Linked DNA regions of Mus musculus: region 1 is linked to region 2. Evidence: chromatin contacts called from public Hi-C data. All regions are on one chromosome and are shown on one strand. Each heading gives the region's core, a stretch centred on a gene start, on an enhancer-like site or on the middle of the called end of the contact. The rest is flanking DNA. Distances are from core to core; before and after follow the strand shown.

Region 1 (6,854 bases), core at 610-3,109, 2.3 Mb before region 2:
GAGCAGTGCTAACTGGATTTAGTAGGTTATCAAAAACAAAAGGAATAAAGACAGACAGACAGGAAGTTGGGAGGGGTGTTGGGGGGTATATGGTGTTGTTGAAGGGGGAAATGGCATATCATTATGATCATACTTTACTGTGCATGTATGAAACTCTCAAAAGCAAAGAAAAATTTATAAAAACAAAGAGAGGGTGTGTTCACTTGTTCTGAGCTGAAAGTCCAGGTGAGAGAAGAAGGAGAGCTAACATAAGTTAGCTCAGACAATGGTTCAAATTTATTGATGAAGAGTCTCTAAGGCTTAAGCATAAAACATGTAACATCAAAAGAAAGACACAAAAGCCCCTAAAATAAAAACAAAACCCCAGCCCTCAGGCAGCCCACGCTCTGGACTGTGGAAGTTCATTTTGGGCACAGCAAACTATTAATAGAAAATGAAATGTAGAATAAGCATAACGTGCCTTATTAGAGGTTTGTCAATTAACTGTACTCCTTCCTAACAGAGGACTATTGTGTAGATATCAGGATTTGGGCACATCACTAGAGAATGTCAATGCTAAGCTGGTATTAGGGGGACTCAGAAAAGTTCTGAAGGTCAGAGAAAGAATGAGAGTCCTTAAAAGAATTAATAGCCAAAAATAAAAAATACAAAAACAAAAAAAAAAATAAAACAAAAAAGCAACAAAAAAAAGAATTAATAGCCATCTACCTGATTGTATTCCCTGCAACTATGTACTTTCAATGAATATTTAAGAAAAGAACAATCACTGCCTAAGGCTTAGCCAAAAACAAAGGACATACCACAACAGAGCAGTGTCCAGACCCACAGCTTCAGGATGTTCCTCGAGCCCCAGTAAGTACCCTCACATCTCCATGGAAACACCTGTAAATGAAGTGCAAAATATTTAAACTCTGAACTGCAAACTTATAGCACCATGAGGCAGTGCCCTGGCACTTCTTCAATTCACAGATAAAGCCCATCAGCCCACTATCAACCGTATCCAAGGTAAACTATTTGGGGGGGGGTGGGTGTCATGGCTGAAAATTATGGCATCTACTTCATTACACACTGGTACACTACTTTATTTCATTTTCCTTCCAGGTTTCAGTCCCAGGTTGTTGATCATGATTAATGTTATGCTTTCCGATATTTCGGTATTCTTTGTACCTACTTTTCGACTGAGCTTTAAATCAAACAGAATCTTAATTTTTTTAATGCTCTTGTTTTTAATGCTCTTGGGGTCTAATGAACCAGTGACACTCACATTTGCCTTTCACGCTGGGTCATGAAGGAGCCATACCTCAAATATATGAAAGAATGATGTAGCCAGAAGCCAGGAAAGGCAAGCATTGCTTTTTTCAAGTAAGAAGCAATATATTTTTAATAACTCAAACAACAAAGCCATAGGCTTTCTGCACATCTTAAAACTGTAGTTTTGGATGTATATCACTCCTCAGGGAGTCACTCTGTGTCACCGCAAAGGTCTAATCTTATCTGTGCCCCTTCCAGCATTCCATCAAAGCAAACACCAAGGGAGAAAATCAGCAAGAAAGAGTCTAGAGTCATTTTCTTGAGACAGCATGCGTAGGGGTTTTGTTGTTGTTGTTGTTCTTGTTCTTGTTTGTTGGTTTCTATATTTCTTAAACGCAGAAATGATAGCTTCTTGCCCCCTTGCCACCTGCCTCTTCAACCCCAAGGAAAATTTTGAATATCTAGAGATCTCTTATAGGCTGGGATGCTCACCATGGCTTGCTGGGTCTCTCTGCAAGTCTCTCTGCAGGCCTCAGCCTCCTGCACCTGGGGCTCAGAGTTCTTGCACAAGGAGGGCGTGCTGCGCTCAGGAAGAATGTGCCAATGTCACCAGTGGGGTTTGCTTTCTTTCATTTCTCCAGCCCAGCCTCACATCCTCCGCCCCCAATTCTTCCTCTTTCTCTTCTCTCTCTCTCTCTCTCTATCTCTCTCTCCCCACCCCTTTCCTAATCTGGGCTCAATCATTTGCCCCAAGAACACAGTAGTGGACCAGAAGCTATGCCCCCTGCTCAGGATATCCCCAGTTTGGAAGGAGGAAAGGAAAGGGAGAGATATTGTAATTATATTATAATCCCCCAAATTAAAAAAAAAAAATAGAAAAAAAAAAAAGAAGCAATGGCAACTGGATTCTTCCCCACATCCTCTTAGTCCTTTCTGGTTACCTATGCCTCCTTCCCGTCCCTTCCCTTCCCTACCCTTCCCCTCCTCTACCTTCCCTTCCCCTCCCCTTTTTTCTCCTCCCTTCCCTTCCATTCTTCTCCCTTCCCACCCCACTTTCCTTTGTGTTCCTTGTTTTGTTTATAAACTCCCGACCATGGGGTAGGGGACCCTGGTCGTACCATAGATTAAAAACTTATTTCAGAGCTAGTTCACTTGCTCTTGAACTTCGGGAGCTTTCTGGAAGACTTGACCCAACTTAGTTCCTCTCCTTCCTCTTTCCTCGTTCACCCCCTAGTGGAAGTCCTTGTTAATGGCTCTTCTGAAAGCAAAATCCTAAATAAAATCCCAGGGCTCTAACTTAGAGAGGTTGGGGGACCTAGAAATACCTTGAGTAGAAAGTGTGAAGAGGGTAAGACAGCATATAAAGTTTGAATTCAGCCATTCAAAAGCAATCTGGAGGAAGTCACTGACATAATAGTATTTAAACTGTAAGAAAGTTAGTAATAATGACAAAAAATGGCATGTATGTGTCAACATACACACAGACACACACACACAAATATAATGTAGTAGCAACAATAACAACACTAGAACTTAACAGGTCATCTTAATTACCTTTGAAAGTCTAAAATGGGGCAGTGGTGGCGCACGCCTTTAATCCCAGCATTTGGGAGACAGAGGCAGGCAGATTTCTGAGTTCAAGGCCAGCCTGGTCTACAGAGTGAGTTCCAGGACAGCCAGGGCTACAGAGAAACTCTGTCTCGAAAAACAAAAACAAAAAACAAAAACAAACCAAAAAAAAAAAAAAGCTGAGCAGTGGTGGCGCACGCCTTTAATCCCAGCACTTGGGAGGCAGAGGCAGGCAGATTTCTGAGTTCGAGGCCAGCCTGGTCTACAGGATAACCAGAGCTATACAGAGAAACCTTGTCTCGGGGGGAAAAAAAAACCTAAAACAAAACAAAATAATAATAATAATAAAAAAGAAAGTCTAAAATGCTACAGAGGAGTAACTATTACTAGTCTCATTTTTTAATGTATTTGTTCTTAAGTAATTTCATAGTTCCTTGGTGCTTAATCCACCCCCATCTCCCACTGCTTGTCATTCCCTGGAAACTCACCAACATATCCCCCAACTTCACATGCTTGCTTGCTTCTTTATAATCTATGGAGTCTAAGTAGTCTTGCTTGTTGGAATGTTTACTGGTCTTTCTGGCTTGAACTCATTCAGATAACCATGCCTATCTCTGTAGTATTTTAGACTTTCAAAGGTAATTAATATGACCTGCTAACTTGTAGTGTTGTTATTGTTATTACTATTTTATATTTTTGTGTGTGTGTGTGTGTGTGTGTGTGTGTGTGTGTGTGTGTGTGTTGGCACATACATGTCATGGTGTTTGTCATGTAAGTTCATGGGTGTAACAGCTCCGTCAATAACTTAGGAGGCTGAAACAATGACTGGGCTTTCTGAAAAACAGGAAGTATGTATGCAAGTGAAGGACCAGGAGACTTAGTGATGCAATTCAGCTCAGGATTCACAGCGTAAGAATCAGGAATATCAGCATCCTAGACCACTGTTAAACGTATGCCCTAGCTCAGAATGATAACAAATTAGATCACGTCTGCCCACAGGCCTACATTGTAGGCCTTTGCAATAGCAGCAAGAATGTATATACTGGTAACGAAGAACCTCATTATATGAATCTAGTCTTGGGGGATTTGGTGGTTTGGATATGCTTGGCCCACGGTAGGTAGCACTATTGGGAGGAGTGGCCTTGTTGGAATAGGGGTGGCCTTGTTGGAATAGGTGTAGTCTTGTTGGAAGAAGTGTGTCACTGTGGGGGTAGACTTTGAGGTCGTATGCTCAAGCTCTACCCAGTGTGGAAGAGACCCTTCCTTCTGGATGCCTTTGAATCAAGATGTAGAACTCCCAGCATCCTTCTCTAGCATCATGTCTGCTTGAACATTGCCATGCTTCCTCCATAATGGACTGAACCTCTAAAATTGTAAGCTGGACCCAGTTAAATGTTGTCCTTTGCCGGGTGTGGTGGTGCACGCCTTTAATCCCAGCATTTGGGAGGCAGAGGCAGGCGGATTTCTGAGTTCGAGCCAGCCTGGTCTACAAAGTGAGTTCCAGGACAGTCAGGGCTACACAGAGAAACCCTGTCTCGAAAAACCAAAAAAAAAAAAAAAAAAAAAGGAAGAAGTTGCCTTGATCATGGTGTTTCTTCACAGCAATGAAACCCTAACTAAGATGGGATAATTCAAACTTCAGTGAACCCAATGAACTAAATGAACATGAACTTTTTAAAATTACAGCAAATGAGACTGTCATGCAGCAAAGACTTTGTTTCCTTGGGCTTGGTGATTCTTTTAGATAGTCAATGTTTGGTTATCTTTTGGAATGGATACAAGAGCCTAGATGTATATAATTCCACACCCACTAGAGTGTTGATGTCATCAAGAGACCACTGTAAGTATAAGCTAGAATGTGGAGACACTGGAGCCCTTCTCATGGCAGGTGTGACTGTAAAATGGAGCAGCCTCACTGGGAGAGAGCTGGAAGGTTTCTCTAAAAGCAGAGCAGGATTCCTAAGTTACCTGCCTCCAGATAATGACAGTGGAGGAGTTGCACCTTAACCACACCCTCAGGGCTTCCCTAGCAGCGTCATTCACAGTAATCAAAAGGCGGAAAGACATTCAGTGACAATGGCCTGAGTGGTCCAGATACAATATCTGGTCAATCAGCACAGAGAATATAATTTTTCCGTAAGTGGGATGAAGAGCTGATACAAGCTACACCATGGAGAACCCTAGAAAACAGTGTGCTAAGTAAAAAGAGCTAGGAAGAAGGTCATGTGCACTTTTATGTATATAAAGTGTGCTGAAGAGGCAAATCCATATACATAATGTAGATTAGCATTGCCATGGAGGGGAGAGAAAAGAGTGTGAAGGAACCGCTAACTGACAGGGTTTCACTTACGCCAATAGAAATGTTGCAGAGTTAGGTATATGGTTGCCTGATATTCCATTTTAAAAGAGGGAGGTTTGGGTCAAGGCACTTGCCACGCAAGCCCGTGGTGTGTAAAGAGAGAGCTGACCCCTCAAAGCTGTCCTTCGATTTCCACACATTCACAGTGACAATTCAGATGCACGCAAGCACATGTGCACACAATTAATTAATTAGGATGTAATTTTTATGCGGTACAGATTTTAATCTGGATGCATTAAAATGTTAAGAAGACTCAGATACACAAAGATAAGTAGAAACGCGTTTATTGCAAAACATTATACTCATATGTGAATACAATAAGTTTAACATATTTAAATAAATACATACTCTTACACCATAAAATATTTTAAATCATAATTTAAAATACTCAATCAGGACTTAGATACAGACCACACTTATATTTCACACAGTAATTTCTGATACAAAATATACAACCATTTACATTGTGCAGTTTCTCACAGTCTCTCTCTCTCTCTCTCTCTCTCTCTCTCTCTCTCTCTCTCTGTCACTCCTCTCTCATCCTAATGCCTATCACACTTCCTGTTCCCTGTTGGCTTTTCCACCGCCACCAATCAGCGAGGACCTCCCAAAAATTTTCTTTCTCTAATATGTTAATTTGGAACTTGGGACACTTTTGGCAGGAACAGAGCTGGCATTTACAGACCAAGTGTATGTCATTGCCAGTTGCAGATGAAATTGCTTAGGAGTTTTATTCTCTGTAACATAACATAATCACTGTGTTCACCAGCTTTCCCCTCCTCTAGAACATATGAACTAGAATAACCACTGGACACCTTTACTCTTTAAAAGTCCATTGTCTGCATTGATTACAGGGTGACACCTCATCGTGGATTTAGAATTAGATACAAGGTATAAGAATCACGTGTTTGTCGTGTAAAAGAACCACTCTTTTAGGAATCACAGCATGTTCACATTTTGACATGCTCTTAAATACATTAAAATGTACTTTTTATCATTTATGCTTTTATTAAATCAGAACATTTAGCTTCAAGGATGGTCTCTCTTCCAGAAAAAAAAAAACCTTGGCAGGGCAGGGGGGGATCAAATATCTAAACTCTCTCTTCACTTTCTATTCTTCTGATAGTACCATGTCTTAAAACCAGCTACCGTTAAATACTCAGGATTTCACACTGATTATTAATTTCTCATTTTGAAAATAAGTGGGCTGCAGATATAACATTAATTTTAGATTTAGGGATTTTCTAATTAAAAAAAAGATTTAGGATAACTTTTGCCATGTGATAGGCCACAGGATTCTGATTTTTTTTTAAGTCCTTTTGACCCTTGAGCTGACATAAGAATGATGGATCTCATGCTGGCTTCAGTGCCAGGACACAGAACACAATGTTCAAGAATACTTCGGCAGCCACTGAATCCCATGGGGATAAAGCCAATATGTCTGCCTAGCAGTCTTAACATGTTATATTCACCAGGAACTGCACCTTGTACCCGTAATGACACTCCTAGGCCATAACCTGAGAATATGGCAATTCTGCCTTTTTTGTTTTTCAAGATAGAAATAGAAAATCATTTGCTCAAAACTGCTGATAAATATTATTTACGCCTGTGACAACAATACTGGAATTAGCTGTTGACACACTGTGTGGGGAACAAGAGAAAGAAACAAAGCAAT
Region 2 (6,683 bases), core at 3,701-6,200:
AATAAGGAAGTTCAAACATCGAAAAAGACTCCCATAGAAAGGTCCCTCAAGATAGGCAAGTGGGGTGGCACAGGTATGCCATTCCAGCACTTGGGAGGTGGATGTGGGGCAATTGGAAGTTCAGAGTTACTCTTGACCACATATGTAGTGAGTTTGAGGCCAGTCTTGGATGCATGAGGCACTGTCTCAAAAATAGGTACCCGTGAGACCTACATATTTCTAGTCTTACTAGATACTATTGAGCTGTGCCTCATACCCTGTCTCACTTCCTTACTACTCTATAGGTACCAGACTCTTCACCCTTGAGAGGCACTTGAGAACACTGCTTATGAGCGAGTTTTAAAATGTTCTTAGGATCATTCTCACGTCAGACCCTCTCTGGGCTATAATTTTGGCTCAGCTATCAACTTACAGTGTGACTGAAGCCTAGATATTTCAGGGCCATGTAAACAAATGAAGAAGTTCAAATAAATACATAGTCCATATTTTATCCTAAGATCGACAAGAAGCCACTGATATGCTATCTGAAATGGTACAGTGAATTATAATTTTTAAATTATAAACTATAAATTTTTAAATCACAAAAGTAGCATAGAATTGTATGAACCAACTTAGTGGAAGGAAGGGAGAGGCAGTGTTATCAGGCTCCCCCAGGAAAGCTATCAGACAACTCCTAACATCTGCAGTGCTCATGGGCATGAGGAGCACATAGTATGCGTGGCTGGTGTCCCGTTCCTAACCTGGAACGTTCTTGCCTTCACCAATCAGCCAGGATTTCCTTATGAACTCAGTGATGGCAAATAAGTAGATAAAAAGCACAGCATACAATTTGTTAATATTCAGGAGCATCTCCATCCTCCCGCTTCCCCCGCTGCTTCCAGGGTCCAGAGAGGACAACTATCATCCTTAGTCTCCATTACTGGTGGGAGACCAAGTAGAGGTCACTGGGAAGTGATGACTCAGTGGGGGTTAGAAGATAGAAAGGAGAAGCTGCTGCTCTTACAGTAGCTCATAGAGGACAGCTGAATATAGCAGAGGCCACCGTGGGCGTTTTCCTACAGTCTTGGGGCCCCCTAACCATCACTAGCCTCAATGCTGTTAGGAGCTGGAAGTTTTGGTTGTAACAAGAGCTTATTCTTTAAACGGTTTAAAAGTTGGCCTTCATAACCTTTAAAAACAATAACAACATCATCAACAACAACAACAAAAAACCCTACCCAGCCTTTCATGATATCAAGTCTTCCATTGCTCTTCATACTCAGAGTAACTTCCATTCCCCTGACCAGCCCTGGCTGATATCCATGGGTTTCAGAAGGAAATCAAATAGTTCTGAGACCACAATACTGTCTCATGTGTTATCAAGGGTTGAAGAATAATTTCGACCTATCTGTACAGTCATCACAGCCCATCCATAGCCCTCTTCTGTCTGGTGTGATAAGAAACCCAAGTTACACTTACCACACCCTCTTTCTTTTGAAGCCTAAACCTATCAAATTTAAAGTAAGGCAAGGTCTAGGCATTCACCTACTAAGTGGCAGTAAACGGTGTTCTCTGTCTAGTAAATTTTCCTGACCAATTGGATCACGATGGTGGAAGTAAAGAGGGACCCTACAGCCAACAGTAACAGAAAGAGTACATGCCACTGGGAAACGATACCCTTGGAATGAATGAGTCATCAGGATTCTCTTGTTTCCCTGGCTCATCTGTGTAGGACCACTGCTCATATTTTTTTGTTTTGTTTTGTTTTTTGTTTTTTGGTGGTTTTTGTTTGTTTGTTTGTTTGTTTGTTTTTTGAGACAGGGTTACTCTGTATAGTCCTGGCTGTCCTGGAACTCACTCTTTAGACCAGGCTGGCCTCGAACTCAGAAATCCGCCTGCCTCTGCCTCCCAAGTGCTGGGATTAAAGGCATGCACATATTTTTAATAATGACAACAATACACTTCTTCATACAACACTTCTCTCTGGCTATTTCAATTACAGTTACTAGTCTGTGGGATGTTTTTCTAATATGACTGTTTTCTCTGCTAATACACGTGGAAGATTAAATATATGCAAATAGTTGTTTTTGTTTGTTTGTTTTGTTTTGTTTAAGAGCAAAGAGACAGGAGATTTTGCCTAACTGTCAAACCAGTCAAGACATCTGTAAAGTTGCTGGGCATGGTGGTGAACATCTGTAATTCCAAACTTTAAGAAAAGGGGGTCGGGAGGATTGCTACAAGTAGGAGGCCAGCCTGGGTTACACACTGAGTTAGGAGTCAGTTTTGGTACATAGAGACACTCTATCTCTATAAAGGGAAAAAACTATATCTACAATACCATGACTATGAGAACTGCATAACTATTGTACCAGGATAGATGGATGGGCAGATCAAACAAGAATCAGAGCTATAAGATGTCATCAATAAAGACCATGGTAACTATGCTACTGTGATTCAGTAGAAGAAATGAGGGATCGAGTTGAGGAAATTGGTTCATTCATAGTACAAGGTTTGCACTTTAGAAACTTTTATTTCTTATTTTTAAATATGCACATGCATGTGTGTCTTATATGTGGCCACATGCTTGTGAGTGCAGCTACCTGTACTTGGGGAGGCCAGAAGAGGGAACAGGATGCTGTGGAGGTGGAGGTGGTTGTTAGCTGCCTGAGATGGATGCTAGGACTGAAGTCAGGCCCTCTGCAAGAGCAGGACATGCTCTGAACTGCTGAGCCACCTTTCTGGCTTCTGGTTTAAACTGTAGATGTCTTCTTAGAGCTTGAGTATTCGAGGCACGTTCTCCAATGCAAGGGGCCTCTAGGATCCTGGTAATGGGATGTGGCAAACAGAAAAATTCACATAACAAGAAAGTGGGTTGCCCAACAAATCTATGACTGATGTTCAAACTCACAAGAAACAAGTGAGAAAGCAGTTCATAGACAGTGAGATTATCTTTATAGGTATAATGCTGGCAAAAACTGGAAAGGTAGGTAGCATTATACAAAGCAGAGATCAAAGCAGCAGCTAGGATGCTCCTTCTGCAACTGCCAGTGGCGATGAGGGACTGAGCTGCTAAACGAGCATCCTGGAGGTACCTAGAGAAGTTGAACGAGTAGCCTCATGTTTATAAATACACAAACTCAAACTTGGAGTGTTCTACGGTCTTTACTCACATTTGAGAAATTCTTGTCTGGTCTGTCTGTTTGGCAGATTGCTTCAGGGGGCTTCCCTAGGCTTGTTAAGGTTAAATACCAGGTTCCCTGGCTATGTATCACCCTCTGTTGCTCCTGAGTCACCTCTGGAGCTCTGGCCTGTAGTCAACTTTAAGGCTGATTCCGTGGAATCATGAGAGTAGGAGGCTGAAAGGACTGAGTTTGAGGTTCTAGGATGTGGGGGCCATCAGCCTGTTGGCTCTTGCATCCATTTTTCCTTCAGCAGCTACAGAGCTAAGTTCTACTTTGAATGGTGATTTCTTTTCATTAATAAGGTTCTGGTACCAATGTGATGGGTCCTTGAGACTGTTCACGGGGGTGTTTATTCTTTCTCAATCTTGCCAATAATAGTACCATTTCTGCTGAATGGCACTACCAAACTCCAACCCAGTTTCTAGAAGTTTCTCTCTCGTCTCTTTCAGCTAGAACTCTTTCCCTGTGATTGGTGGACAGTAGGGTGTTGATATTTTGAATCCTCTATGAAAAAAAATTAATCAAAAGAAGGACAAAGAGATGTGGACAGACAGAATGACAATTACTAAAGAATCCTGGGAGTTGAGATATAAAAATCACAAAAGACTCATCTGGTACAGGGAGAGCAGCCATGGGACTAGGGAAGGAGGGGAAGATAAGAAATGTGTCACAGGTGAGAAAAAGCAGGCCTGGATGATCAGGGTGGGGCGGGGAGGGTGCGGGGGGAAGGGCTGGGGGCAAAAGGAAGGAACAGCCTGAGATTGCCAGCAGAGTGACCTCAGGAGAATTAGCAGCTGGGGTGGGGCAGGATGAAGGCAGCAGAAAAATAACACTTTGGGAGTTGTTTTGGCATAGGTGAGAGGGGTAGGGTGCTCATCCCAGAAATCCCAAAGCATGAGATAAAAAAAATAAAACCACTTAAAATGTAGAGTCTGCCAAAAAGGTGGAATATAGGAACTTATTGGGATTTATATGGTTTATATGGGAAAGTAATGGGAACCGAGACTGAGTTCTTAGAGGTTATTAGACATAAATGGTGTGTGTGTGTGTGTGTGTGTGGCCAGAAGACTTGTGTGTGTGTGTGTGTGTGTGTGTGTGTGGCCAGAAGACTTGTGTGTGTGTGTGTGTGTGTGTGGCCAGAAGACTGAAGTCAAACCTAAGGCAGAGTGGTCGGTTTTATAAAGGCATAAGATATATACTTAAATTTGTTGTAAATGTTGAATAATGTTTTAGTATGTGCTGTGTGATGGTTAAGGCACACTTGCTATAAAAATGCTATTTATTGCTTATCTCAAACTCTTCTGAATTAGGCACCTCAGTTTTCATCTGGTGACCAGAAGAGAGATTGCAAAGTTAAATGATTACAGAGGAGGAAGGCTACATTTCCCAGGGGAAGTGGGATGGATAGGGGGCAGGCACAGTGGGGGGTTAGGGCAGCCTTGAACACCTGGCACACATTCCTGGTTGCAGCTGGCTGATGTTCAGGGAAGGGACTTCAACAGAGGATTCAACTCCCTATGCTCAGATGTGGAGATATCTTCTCTAGCCGAACTCCTTGGTCTTTTCCCCATGCCTCAGCACCAACAGGCCTCTCAGGACACACCCCAGAGCTGCGGAAGAGCTAATGTCCTCAAGGGGTATCCAGCGCTGACTTGCTGAGTTGGACCTCAGGCAGGCAAGCCTGGTTTACCAGCCTTCTCAGTTAGCACAGAGACGCCAATTGGAACTTCGAAGACTTGTCGTCAGAAATTTCTGGGCGGAAACTTCCTGGGGTTGCTGTGAGCTTTTTGAGGCTTCTCAGCTTCAGATGCAAGTGAGTGGGTGTCTCACAGAGAAGCAAAGAGAAGAGAACAGGAGAAAGGTGTTTCCCTTGACTGCGGAAACTTTATAAAGAAAACTTAGCTTCTCTGGAGCAGTCAGCGTCAGAGTTCTGTCCTTGACACCTGAGTCTCCTCCACAAGGCTGTGAGAAGGAAACCCTTTCCTGGGGCTGGGTGCCATGCAGCAGCCCATGAATTACCCATGTCCCCAGATCTTCTGGGTAGACAGCAGTGCCACTTCATCTTGGGCTCCTCCAGGGTCAGTTTTTCCCTGTCCATCTTGTGGGCCTAGAGGGCCGGACCAAAGGAGACCGCCACCTCCACCACCACCTGTGTCACCACTACCACCGCCATCACAACCACTCCCACTGCCGCCACTGACCCCTCTAAAGAAGAAGGACCACAACACAAATCTGTGGCTACCGGTGGTATTTTTCATGGTTCTGGTGGCTCTGGTTGGAATGGGATTAGGAATGTATCAGCTCTTCCACCTGCAGAAGGAACTGGCAGAACTCCGTGAGGTAAGCCTAGCACATGGATTAGCAGCCCTCGCGTTCCTGGCTGCAACCTGACTCTGCTGCGTGGGAGTAGGGACTTGCTATGGCCCATGTGGGCTACTGTGTTGCTTGCAATGATTTGGGGTTGTTGTTGTTGTTGTTGTTTTTAAAGGCAAGGATCTTTTCAATCCCCTCTAATTTAGAAAAGAGTTCTTAGAGTCTCTTTAGAGTTGGAGAATCAGGCGCACACGCCCTCAAAGAGAGTTGTTCTCAACCTGTGGGTTGCGACCCCTTAGTGAGGGGAGTCAAACCACTATTTTACGGGGGTTACATACCAGATATTCGGCATCTCAGATATTTACATTATGGGTTTGTAACTGTAGCAAAGTTTCAGTTATGAAGTAACCATGAAATCATTTTATGGTTGGGGGTTGCCATAACCTTAAGGATGATGCAGCGTTAGAAATGTTGAGAACCACTGCTCACAGGAAGTTATTTTCCATCTTCTAGAGAATTCAAGGCAAATACTTATTCCTCTCTGAGTTGTCAAGGGTGTTTGATGAGCTTCTCGCTGCTTCATGTTTAGTGATTCAAGGATGAAAATCAATTTTGTGTCTTGTTCAGAAGTGTAAATAAATTAATTTTCTTCAAAGAGACTTAGAAGTCTTACTACTACTCTAGATACAATTGTGTGGCTAAACCCTAACTCGGGCCAGGTCTGACATATCTGAGTCCTCTTTCTATGGATTGCTGTGACTTCTGCTTCCTTGGCTTAAATAACTGCACATTTATTCTATGACTCTCTTTCTCTCACTAGTTCACCAACCAAAGCCTTAAAGTATCATCTTTTGAAAAGCAAATAGGTAAGTACTTTTATGTCTGCCTTGTGAGTTCCCATAGCTGGTCTTCAACACTCAATAAAGTTGGGAGGATGCCTAGGATTCTGTGCCTTTCTTGGGCTTATGTTTCCTAGGCATGAAACCCTGAGGAGCTTTTGACTCTTCGTTCAGTGTGGTTCTGTGAACGATGTGAAAATATTGACTGTAGCTTATTGCTCAATATCAGTGTATCTGAATGAACACTGCCCACAACTCAAACGAATTTGGACTTGACTTTGGAAAGAGACACACATATAGCCCTGGACCTTCTCCCTTGGCTCCTTCCAAGGGTATCTTGGTCCCATCTTACGTTGTGGTGGCTGTAACT

Evidence for each region. Hi-C and Micro-C count contacts between places; a contact is called where the count stands out from the background.
Region 1: a contact with region 2 is called in a Hi-C map of CD8 T cells, with 4 times the contacts expected there. The contact joins the promoter of Sell here to the promoter of Fasl in region 2. A contact is called at or near these places in 3 of 484 Hi-C or Micro-C datasets (CD8 T cells and natural killer cells).

What each region holds. Positions count from the first base shown.
Region 1 is chr1:164,057,081-164,063,934 of GRCm38.p6, reverse strand. Sell (selectin, lymphocyte) reads right to left here and starts at 1,859. Exons shown (of 9, transcript NM_011346.2): 1 at 1,744-1,859; 2 at 801-882. The coding sequence starts at 1,746. Gm51665 (a long non-coding RNA gene) reads left to right here and starts at 943. Exons shown (of 2, transcript XR_003948100.1): 1 at 943-1,005. It overlaps Sele (selectin, endothelial cell), which reads right to left. Exons shown (of 14, transcript NM_011345.2): 14 at 6,258-6,854.
Region 2 is chr1:161,786,762-161,793,444 of GRCm38.p6, reverse strand. Fasl (Fas ligand (TNF superfamily, member 6)) reads left to right here and starts at 4,950. Exons shown (of 4, transcript NM_010177.4): 1 at 4,950-5,501; 2 at 6,295-6,340. The coding sequence starts at 5,160.